2 separate regions of the Macaca mulatta genome follow, and region 2 is linked to region 1. A link is a contact called in public Hi-C data. All regions are on one chromosome and are shown on one strand. Each heading gives the region's core, a stretch centred on a gene start, on an enhancer-like site or on the middle of the called end of the contact. The rest is flanking DNA. Distances are from core to core; before and after follow the strand shown.

Evidence for each region. Hi-C and Micro-C count contacts between places; a contact is called where the count stands out from the background.
Region 2: a contact with region 1 is called in a Hi-C map of fibroblasts, with 1.9 times the contacts expected there. The contact joins two enhancer-like sites. A contact is called at or near these places in 2 of 14 Hi-C or Micro-C datasets (blood and fibroblasts).

What each region holds. Positions count from the first base shown.
Region 1 is chr15:117,261,474-117,266,981 of T2T-MMU8v2.0, reverse strand. No RefSeq gene overlaps it. Among named protein-coding and RNA genes, the nearest start is that of TUT7, 140 kb to the right of the region's middle. Within about 2 kb of position 3,066, at least 1 of the 40 cell types and tissues checked has an H3K27ac peak or open chromatin away from gene starts, as enhancers often do.
Region 2 is chr15:117,368,353-117,374,348 of T2T-MMU8v2.0, reverse strand. No RefSeq gene overlaps it. Among named protein-coding and RNA genes, the nearest start is that of TUT7, 250 kb to the right of the region's middle. Within about 2 kb of position 3,133, at least 1 of the 40 cell types and tissues checked has an H3K27ac peak or open chromatin away from gene starts, as enhancers often do.

The DNA of each region.
Region 1 (5,508 bases), core at 1,817-4,316:
CATCTGGGCCTCCCAAAGTGCTGGGATTGCAGGCATGAGCCACCACACCCAACCCACGTTAACGAATTTAAAAGGATGGAAATCATGCAATGCCTGCTCTCAGACCATAATGGAATTAAACTAGAAGTCAATAACAGAAAGAGAGCTGGAAAATCCTAAAATATTTGGAGATCAAACAACATACTTCTAAATAACTCAGGGGTCAAAGAAGAAATTTCAAGAGAAATTTTAAAATACTTTAAGCTGAATGAAAATGAAAACACAGTTCATTAAAATTTGTGGGATACAGCAGAAGTGGTACTTAGAGGGAAATTCACAGAATTAAATGCAAATATTAGAAAATAAGAAAGAGTTAAAATCAGTCATCTAAGTTTCCATCTTAGGAAACTGAAAATAGAAGAGCAAATTAAATTCAATGTAAGCAGAAGAAATGAAACAATTTTTTTAAATGGAGCAAAAATCAATAAAATTTTTAAAGAAATTAATATAAAAAATCAATAAAATAAAAAACTGGTTCTCTGAAAATAAGTCAATAAAAGTGATGTCTTTGGCCAGCTAACCAGGAAAAAGAGGACAAAAATGACTAATATCAGAAATGAAAGAGGGGACAGATCTCATGGATATTAAATGGATAATAAGGAAATATTATAAGCAACTCTATGCCCAAATTTGATAATCTAGGTGAAATAAACCAATTTCTTGAAAGACACAATTTTCTAAAACTCACACAAGAAAAAATAGACACTCTGAATAGACATATATTTATTATTTATTTATTGAGATGGAGTCTCACTCTGTCACCCAGGCTGGAGTGCAATGGCACAATCTCAACTCACTGCAACCTCCAGCTCCCAGCTCAAGTGATCCTCGTGCCTTGGCTTCCCAAGTAGCTAGGATTGCAGGCATGTGCGACCATGCTTGGCTAATTTTTTTATTTTTAGTAAGGATGGGGCTTCATCATGTTGATTAGGCTCGTCTCTAATTCCTGACCTCAAGTAATTCACTCGCCTCAGCCTCCCAAAGTGCTGGGATTATAGGAGTGATAGACCTATATTTATTAAAGAAATTGAGTACATTATTAATCACCTTCCAAAATAGAAAGCACCAGGCTCAATCACTAGCGAATTCTTCCAAACATTTAAAAAAGAAATTATACCAATTTCTTACAATTTTTACAGAAGATAGAAGTAGAAAGAATACTTCTTAACTCATTCTATGAGGCCAACATTACCCTGATAACAAAACCAGACAAAGACATTGCAAGAAAATTACAGACCAATATCTTTCATGAACATAGAGGCAAAATGCTCAAAAAATAGTAAATCAAAACCAACAATGTATAAAAGCGATTATAAACCATGACCAAGTGGGATTTATCTCAGGTATGCAAGGCTGGTTCAACATTCAAAACTCAATTGATGTAATCCATCACATCAACAGGGCAAAGAACAAACAAACATATGATCATCGCAAAACATGCAAAAAAAAAAAAAGTATTTTAAAAAGTCAACATTCATTCATGACAAAAACTCTCAGTAATCAAGGCTAAATAGAGAAGAACTTCCTCAACCTGATAAGGAATGGCTACAAAAACCTGCAGCTAATCTCATACTTAACGGTGAGAAACTGGAAGTTTTCCCATTAAGATCAGGATCAAAGCAAAGGCATCCTCTGTCAGTACTGCTTTTCAACATTGTATTGAAAGTCCTATCTAATTCAATGAGACAAGAAAATAACATAAAAGTTAAATCGATTGAGGAGGAAGAAATAAAACTGCGTTTTTTCACAGATGACATGATAGTCTATATAAAAAGCCCAAAAGAATCAACAACAACAACAGCAAAAAACACTCTTGGAACTAACAAGCAATTATAGTAAGGATGAAGGATGCAAGGTTATTATACAAAAGTCAATCACCTTCCCACATACCTGCAATGAGTAAGTAGAAACTGAAACACAATGTCATTTATATTCACACTAAAAAAAAGGAAATACTTAAGTATAAATCTACTAAAATATATACAAAGTCTATTCAATGAAAACTATAAAACTCTAAGAAAAGAATAACTAAATAAATGAAATATTACATGTGCCTGAATTGGAAGACTCAGTATTGTCAAGATGCAAGTTCTTCACAACTTGATGTATACATTCAGTGCAATATCAATCAAAATTTCAGTAAGGTAGGGTGCAGTGGTGGGCACCTGTAGTCCCAGTCACTTTGGAGGCTGAGACAGGAGGATCACTTGAGCCTAGGAGTTTAAGACCAGACTGCAAAACATAGCAAGAATCTGTCTCAAAAAAAGGAAAGAAAGAAAAGAAAAGGAGGGGAGGGGAGGGGAGGGGAGGAGAGAGAAGGAAGGAAGGAAGGAAGGAAGGAAGGAAGGAAGGAAGGAAGGAAGGAAGGAAGGAAGGAGAAAGAAAAAAAGAAAGAGAAAGAAAGAAAGAAAGAAAGAAAGAAAGAAAGAAAGAAAGAAAGAAAAGAAAGAAAAGAAAGAAAGAAAGAAAGAAAGAAAGAAAGAAAGAAAGAAAGAAAGAAAGAAAGAAAGAAAGAAAATCTCAGCAAGTTATTCTGTGGATATCAAAACCTGATTTTAAAGTTTATATGGAGAGACAAAAGACTCAGACTAGCTAACACAACATTGAAGTAAAAGAACAAAGCTAGAATGACTTCAAAAATTACTATAAAGCTACAGTAATTAAGACAGTCTGGTACTGGTGAAAGGAGAGACAAAAAGATCAATGGAACAGAATAGAGAGCTCAGAAATAGATCTACATAAAAATAATCAAATGATTTATTTACTTTTTCTTTATATGTGTTTATATTGCCTCATTTGTGCCAACATGCATATGTTACTTTCACAAACAGTAGAAGTAGCCATAATTGAAAATTACAAATAAGAAAAAGAACACTAGTAAGGTGCCTGTGGAACTGGATCCATGATTCAGATTCATGATTCATTATCTTCAAGTTTTGTTTCATGCGCAGCACTATGAGTTGACTGTCTAGACGTGCACACCCACCATATGCTAAGGAAGCAGGATAGAAATGGGAATTTGCTGTGAAACTGTCTCAATAGCTGCTCAAAAGGAAACAATAAAAATAGTTTCATAACACTTGAGATAAGACTACTGGACAAATACTGATCACTTGACGTCATTAAATCAAATGCCTTTTGTGTAAGTTCCTTGGGACAAAGAAATCTAGAAGTATTTCATGTGCAACTTGAAATATGAGTTAGGAAATCAGCAAAGATAAGATTTTAGCACTTTGGTGTGTTCAACAGATGCCACTCATCCTCCCTAACTCCCTAACTAAATCCCAGACATTTGCTTCAAGCCTGGAAGAGACTTGGAACAAACAGCCTATGTTGTTTTTTAAGGAATTACTTTGTGTGCGTGCTCCTTCTCCTGAGCACCTACAAACATTAGCAATATCATAACTTGAAAGGCAGTATGAGATCATGGTTAAAGGTACAATCTCCTTACACAGAATGCCTGTGTTCAAATCTCAGCTCTGCCATTCACTGACTCAGAAAACTCAGTCAACCTCCACACACAGTCAGCTTCCCCATCTAAAATGGGGTGATCTATAATCACCTCTAGGGATGGTTATGAAGATTAAATGGGTTAATATAGGTAAGGCATTTAAAATTGTGCCTGGCATTAAACCATGATAAGTTTTTGTGCATTAAAAACTTCTCATAGCCTTGGCACACATTTTCAAAACTACACATAATATAATTTTTCTCATTCACTCAACATGCATGTGTTGACTGAGTGCCTCCTGCCTGCCAGGCATTGTGCTGGACATCTAGAATAATAAATGAATGAATGAATAAAGCTCATCATCGCTGTGATGAATGGTCCATTGCACACTTCACAATGTGTAAAGAAAATCCTTTATAACCACCATCTCTTTTCAGAGCACAGGACAAATGGAAGCTGTTATTATTATATAATTAGTGGTGGAAGAATGCACAAGCCAGGAACAGGACAGCTCAAGCTGGGTCCTCAAGGAGGAATACCACTAATAGGAGTGTGGCCACAGGGCTTGACACCCCAACTCAGCATTTGTGGCATGACCGTAAATTATTGAGTCTAGAACCACAACAGTTTTCCTGACACCTTAGAAAGTTGGAGTTCCTTCAATGCCTGGTCAAGTTTAGAGCACTATGTCTCTAGGTAACCATGCAAATTCACGCTGGCCCACATGCATAGGCCTGAAAGAAATCAGAACTGACCTAGAAAGAACCAGCAAAGGGAGCTAACAAAAACAAAATGCTAAATCATGAGTCACTCTTTTTATATTTTTCCCTTGGGTTTCATGGGATAAACAGGAGAACTCTTCAGTGCATATAGTTAGTGATTTTAAGCTTTTGGATAGGCAAACGAAGAGATAACCATGGAAATGCTCATTGACCACTGAAAACTTATGTCATCAACAGCATTTTTGTGGCTCAGTGATTATCCCAAATCTGTGAGGCTAAACGCGGTAGCTTTTGAAGCTGTGGTTTTGGTGAGACTTGACAGCAATGCAGCAGGCTCCAAAGAGTACAGCGTTCAGTGGACCCCAAAAGCATTAAGGCCATTTCATTCATTCCTTCGTTTATTCTTTCTGCCGTGACTGCACTTTCCATGTGCCTTATAGGATGCTAAAAACCAGGATTACAAAAGTTGTTTTTAATTCAGAGGAAAAAAACCTGCAATAATCTGTATTCGTTTATTCTTGCATTACCATAAAGAAATACTGAGACTGGACAATTTATAAAGAAAAGATGTTTGATTGGCTCATGGTTCTGCAAGCTATATGATCACGGCTCTGGCATCTGCTTAGCTTCTAGAAAGGTTTCAGGGAGCTTTTACTCATGGTGGAAGACAAAACAGCAGCTTGCACTTCACGTGGCAAAAGCAGGAGCCCGAGGGAGTAGGGAGGTGCCACACTTTAAAACAACCAGATCTCCCAAGAACTCACAATCAGTAGGACAGCACCAAGAGGATGGTATTAAACCATTCTTGAGAAATCCGCCCCCATGATCCAATCAACTCTCCCCAGGCTCCTCATGAGATCTGCACAGAGACAAACATACAAACTATATCATAATCTCAAAAGTTCATATGGGTTTAGTCAGAAAAGAATTAAAGTTTCTGGAATAATAAATATACTATTCTGTGTTGCTTTTATGGAGGCAGTCATTGGCCTAATTAATAGGTCATTACTTCGACTGACCACAATTTTCATGCTAATTTCTCGGAAGATGGTATAATCCAAAAGGGAAGGCTTGGGAAGCTAGTAGGTAAGTAACTGAAAGTAAGTCATCTTCCCCCATCATCGCTCCTGAAGGAATGCTAGTCAAGATTATCCTTAGAAATGGTGCATCGATTAAGGACAAATAAACAATACCTAGCTGGAAACACTGCAATAACAATATGCACTTTCGTGGTTTCCACAACTCCAAGTTAAGATGGAAGTAACAAATTCCCTAGCAGATACTCCTCTTAGCTGG
Region 2 (5,996 bases), core at 1,884-4,383, 110 kb before region 1:
GCTCTGCCCCTCATCAGCCGTGTAACCTTGGGGAAGCTAATTAACCTTTCTGTGCCTCAGTCTCCTCATCTGTAAAATGGGGACAGTTAAATAAGTTAATGCACATAAACAGAACACATAGATATAAAGATATAGAACTGTATGTAAAAAATAGAACAGTGACTGGTACAAAGTCACTGCTGCAGCAGAATTTTTTATATGTACTTATTAATATAAGTTGCTTGAATGTCTTTGGGAAGCAGTTTAAGTGTAAATTATAAATATATGATAATATTAGTAAAACATATTTGCTTTAGGAATTTATAGCTCATAATTTTTCTGATGGGTACAGAGTCATTGCTACAACAGGATTTTTTATATATGGTTATTAATATAAATTGCTTCTAGTATCTTTGGGAAGCAGTTTGAGTATAAATTGTAAATATATGATATTAGTAAAACATATTTGCTCTAGGAATGTGTAGCCTGTAATTTTTCTTTTTGATAGCACAATTGACTGAACAAATTTGATTCAGGACCTCATGGTGCGTACACACCACACACACACACACACACACACACACACACACGTGCTATATTGACTTTGAAAAAAAACTACAGCAATATTCTAATCCTAAATATGAGTTTTTTGTATTTGGAATTCTGTGATCTGAATTGCTGCAAAACCTATGTCTACCGGACCACTGCCACTTCTTACATTTTACTATGTTTGAATAATTTGGGTCTCAAAGGAGAATCGTGGTTTAAAAAGCCACATAAAGAGAATAATGTATTAATAAGCTTAACTTTAAACTAAGCATGGGCTCAGACATCAGACCGTGCTGGCAAAAGGTCACAGATCCTGATGTCTATTTCAAAAACTACTTTCCATACCCACCTACCTGGCAACAAAAATGTTAAAACAGTTCATGGACAAAAATAAAAACTTTTTTTGTTCTGGAAGTGTTTGATTCAAATTTCATTTCAGGGATAATGTACTATCTGGCTCTGGAGGCCTTGCCCAGGGAAACAGTGGTGAATGTGATGAGCCCAGGTTCTCCTCAGAGAACTGAGCCACCAAGAGGGTGGCCTTGGCAGGTAAACAGGTAATGATCATGCTGTGTGGAATCTCACCTTCTCGTGCTGGAAGCAAGTGAGAAAAGATACATGAGCTCAGGTAAGATACCTAACTTCAAGCCACAATACACATTTCCAATATTAGCTACGGTTTGCAGAGAACTCACATTTCATGCTGTATCTGCCAGTCACAGAAACCCAGGTGAGAACAAAAACAAACCTATTAGCCACTTTTAAATGGCTGAGTTCATATTTTCAGTGAAAACACTTGGGGTTGGCAACGACCACTAAATCATCTATTGCTCTGCTTCTCCCCCCCTCTCAAAATATTTTTACACCCTTGGAGCTCATACCTTTGTTTACATTGTTTTCATTATGACTATTGATCAAGTAAGAAAGATTTATTGAGCACCAACTCTTTGTGATAGAAATTACAGCACATCCAGAAGTAAAGTCACACCAAACTTAGCTTTTGCAAGACTTAAGATGCTAAATACTATACTTTAAAAAAAAAAAGTGTAGGATGATACAAACAGAAGCACTCAAGTCTACAATTTAGACATCCAGCATGCATTGGCATGGGGTAAGGTTAGAAATGATCCTTGAAGACTAGAGAATAAATGGACGTATAAGGGACGGAAAGTCTCGCTGCATGAGAAAGGCAGGGCAAAGGAGCTGGAAAGTAGAAATAGAAGAGCAAATAGCAAAGATCTGAAATTGGGAACGAGCTTGTCATCTTTGTACAAAATCAGGAAATCAGGCTAGAGCCGGGGCCTATGCACAGGAGGGGTCAGATCAGAACCGCCCCCCCACACATACCTCTCTCTCTTTGATGTGTCTGTGCTTGCACACATGCTGCTCAACTGTCTCCACTGTTTCCACCACCACACTGCACACAACTCAACTAACTGATGTCCTCAAATAATAGAAACTCATTTTCTAGGCTGGACGAGGTGGCTCATACCTGTAATCTCAGCACTTGGGGAGGCCGAGGCGGGCGGATCACGAAGTCAAGAGATCGAGACCATCCTGGCTAAAACGGTGAAACCATCTCTACTAAAAATACAAAAACTTAGCTGGGCATGGTGGCATGCACCTGCAGTCCCAGCTACTTGGGGGGCTGAGGCAGGAGAATCACTTGAACCCGGGAGACAGAGGTTGCAGTCAGCCGAGATCGCGCCACTGCACTCCAGCCTGGGCGACAGAATGAGACTCCACCTCAAAAAAAAAAAAGAAAAAGAAATCCATTTTCCGTTTCTACATCCAGTGGTTAGGAAGTTGTTTCATAATTATAATCTCGTATTGTTAATTCTGTATTATAAAATAGGAATAAATGTGTATTTATACCCTGCTGTTTTCCAAAGTTTAAGATAGTTCACAGAAGTAACATAAAGTACAATGAAAGAGCATGAAACAGCTCTAGATAAGAGAAATAATCAAGAGAAAACAAAAGTATATATTAAGTTGAGCCAGAAAAAAGCTTAGTACTAATTATAGGTCACATGGGGCCATCAATTTGTCTTCTGGTAGCATGGAGAGAGAAACCCGATGGTTATGGGAAAGTGGTCATTTAATCTGTCATAGTCACACATATCTTTAAAGCCATTAGAAGCATTAAGAACCATCCATGTCCAACCCTATCATTTCAAGATGTGGCAGGTGGGGCTCTGGAGCCTATGAGTATGATCACAGAGCTAGTTAGGGCAGAATAGAAGTCAACATTCAGAAGTGTGGAAATTATTCCGAGAGGAGATTAAGAATCAAAATTAAACCAATGAATATAAATCACCTTTCCAAGGATTTGAAACCTCCTTTGAGAACAGTGGAATTTCTTCTGCAAAAGGCACCACTGAGATGCGAATTAAGGAGTATTCTAAGCTTCTAATTAGATTACCTTAATTGTTGTTGCTACATTCAACTGTAATACCAGAAAGAATGCTTGAAATCCAGCATAGTCTTTAGGAGATGGAGTGTTTCTTGTATATGATTCAGCATCAGCAATGAACTATATCTGCTGGTTTTACCACCATCACTAGTGAACTCGCAGAAAGATCCATTTTCTGGTACTTTGGCACAGGCATTTTTGGTTTGTTTGGGTTTTTATTCATTTGAGGGAGTGTTGTAACCACATATCCTCACCCTGGTGGAAAAATGTGTTTTCACTAAAAGTATAATTTACTACTTCAAGTCTGCCCCCTTCATAACAAAATGGTGACTCTACAGGAAAGGCCTCATTGTGAAACTTTGTTGTTGTAATGAGAGAAGAAAGGAATAATATTCAAGCATTGTTAACTTGGTGCAAAGAATCCTTGTTAGAGCTGGTGATACAGCTGTAATGCCCAGTTGATACAACAGCAAGAAAGAAATGGGGCATCCTGCTCATGTGATTAAGATAAAGACTAAGCAGAATTGAAGAAGGAGGGCCACCAAAGACATTTTGTGAGAGATTTGGAAGGTGGAAGTGAAGCAGCACCTTAATATTACACTCAGAAGGTCAGTGGAGGGCTCCTAGGTGCTACTGCAGCTCCCGCTTCTCTCTGTGGAACTTCCTATTGACACAGGCAGCAGCTGGGCCTGCAGCTACTCCATCTCCCCAGATTTTCCTTCACCTTCTCCAACCCCTGGGCCAGGGACATTCTTTGCTAGAGACCACCGACATCATTGAGGTGGAAAGAGCTGAGAGATTGACAAGGGCTCTAGTCCATCTCCACGGTCTTGCTCCTGCTGGTAGTCCCAGCTTGTCCTTGCTGTCCCCACTTTGATGCTCTGACCCTTCCAACTGTTTCAACACCAGGCACAAAGACTGTTTGGGTGAGGGAAAAGGGACAAGATGGAGGAAGGTGAACAAGATGGAGCAGTCCCTGTTGTTTCCTGATTCTTCATCACAGATTTTCCCGCGCCTGGGAAAAGAACCAAATCAACTGAGCCTGTGCAGAATGACGTCAAGCCGGGGACACCTAAATTCAAGAAGCCACTCCTACACACACGCCCCAAACTCCTCCCCTTCCAGCTCCCAGGCATAAAAGTCCGCCGCTGGCAGGAGGCGGCGTGACTTCTTCGGCCCCAGCATTCGTGGACCGGAGAACATCACCGGAGAGCGCCGGCGCGACTTCCCTGGCCCTCCCACCCCCCAGGACCAGAGAACTTCGCCCGAGAGTGTGTGCATATTTGCAATAAAAGACTGCCACTTTCTTACGTACTTTGGCCTCATGTTTAATTACTTAGCTCTCCTAAATTAAGTTACATTAAATTAAATCAAAACAAAGACCATCTTGCCAGCTCCTACAAGGGCCTAAGGGCAAATCCCTCTCATACGCCCTCATAAATCCCTAGTTGTTCTGCTTTCGGACAGCAATGAGGTAATTCTAGCCAATAAATACAGACAGAATCACGGAAGTAGAAAGTCATCCTTTTCCAGCCCTTGATGATCATCAGTGGTTAATAGAACCATCAGGTGAAAGACTGATAAGGAACTGTAGAATGGATGGGTCAGGCTGGCAATACCTTAGGCCACTGATCAACATGAACCTTGCAAAAATGGCTATCAAATAGTAGTCACCTCCTACTGTGAGGCAATAGGGAGGAGGGAGCCCCCATCTGTGATACATTCTAGCCACAAACTTTGGACCTGATTCTAATCAAGGCTCCAGATGAAGCTAACAGTTGACAGGAAATACAGGGGCTAGAAGAACATGGCAAATGACACCAACAGATACAATCATCAAAGTCCAGAATGCAGGGAACTTGACAGAACAGTTTCGTCCCACACTAGATACCTTGGGGCCATCTTTGACTCTTCAAATCCCCACATCTTGATTTCCAAAATATTTCCAAACCCTGTTATTATTCCTTTGCTATCTCTCTTAAATACACCCTTTCTCTTCTTTCTTGAGAACTATGTCACTAATTTATTTTTTGTTCTTATGAGCAGTCTCTTCATTTTAATAGTGTTTATCACACTTTTTAAGTAAATATTAATGTGTGTTTGTTTAATATGTGTCTCCCTCACTCAATTCTAAGAGGCCTATGAAAGGACCTGACTCTTGTTCTCATCTATTACCCTGACATACATTAAGTATGCCACAGTGATATGTTCAAGGCTTAATGCTCAATTGACTGAATGAATAAATGAATACATGCACCAGCCTTTCAGGCTTCTATGTTATTTCCGGACTTTTTCGTTTCAATTCATCTTACATACTGTTACAGTAGGTTGCTAGTTAGACATGAGCAAGGCAGGAGAGGGCCCCCCCACTCCCCGCCCCGTCCCCCATCAGAAATGTCAGGCGACCATCAGATGATGGTCAGGCAGTTGTTAAATTGTCTCTCTAAAAAATAATTGGCCACAGCTGGCACCAGGGAAAGGCAGTCTCCAGTTGACAGAAACACCTGAAACTGGTGATCAGCAGCTTCCCGATAAGATCTCAGGAGCTGGGTTAAGAAGCAAAGCATTAAGAAGCAAAATGGCAGAGTTTAGCTCGTATATGACCTTCCAGGGACATTCAAGTGGTAAGGGAAGAACGCCTCAAGCAAGCATGCACACAACTCCAGTAGACACACTGCACATGCTCCCTTCTCAAGTGCTAGCTGGTCACTGTGCATGCAGACGGCCCACCCCAGGGAAGAATCAGGGGAGAAGGGATGCAACCCACCCCACAAGCATGCCAATATATAACATCCGAAGTCAAAGGTCAAAAAATGCACTTGATTTCTCAAGTCACCTGCTTTGCCCTCTTCCAAGTATACTTTCCTTCATTTTATTCCTGCTCTAAAGCTTTCTGATAAGCTTTCATTCCTGCTCCAGAATGTTCCTCAGTCTCTCACTCGGCCCCTTGGTTAAATTCTTTTTTTCTCAGGAGGCAAGAATTGAGGTTGCTGCAGACCCATACGGATTCACCACCAGTAACATAATTTGGTGCTGTGTGACTTGAATATATTCC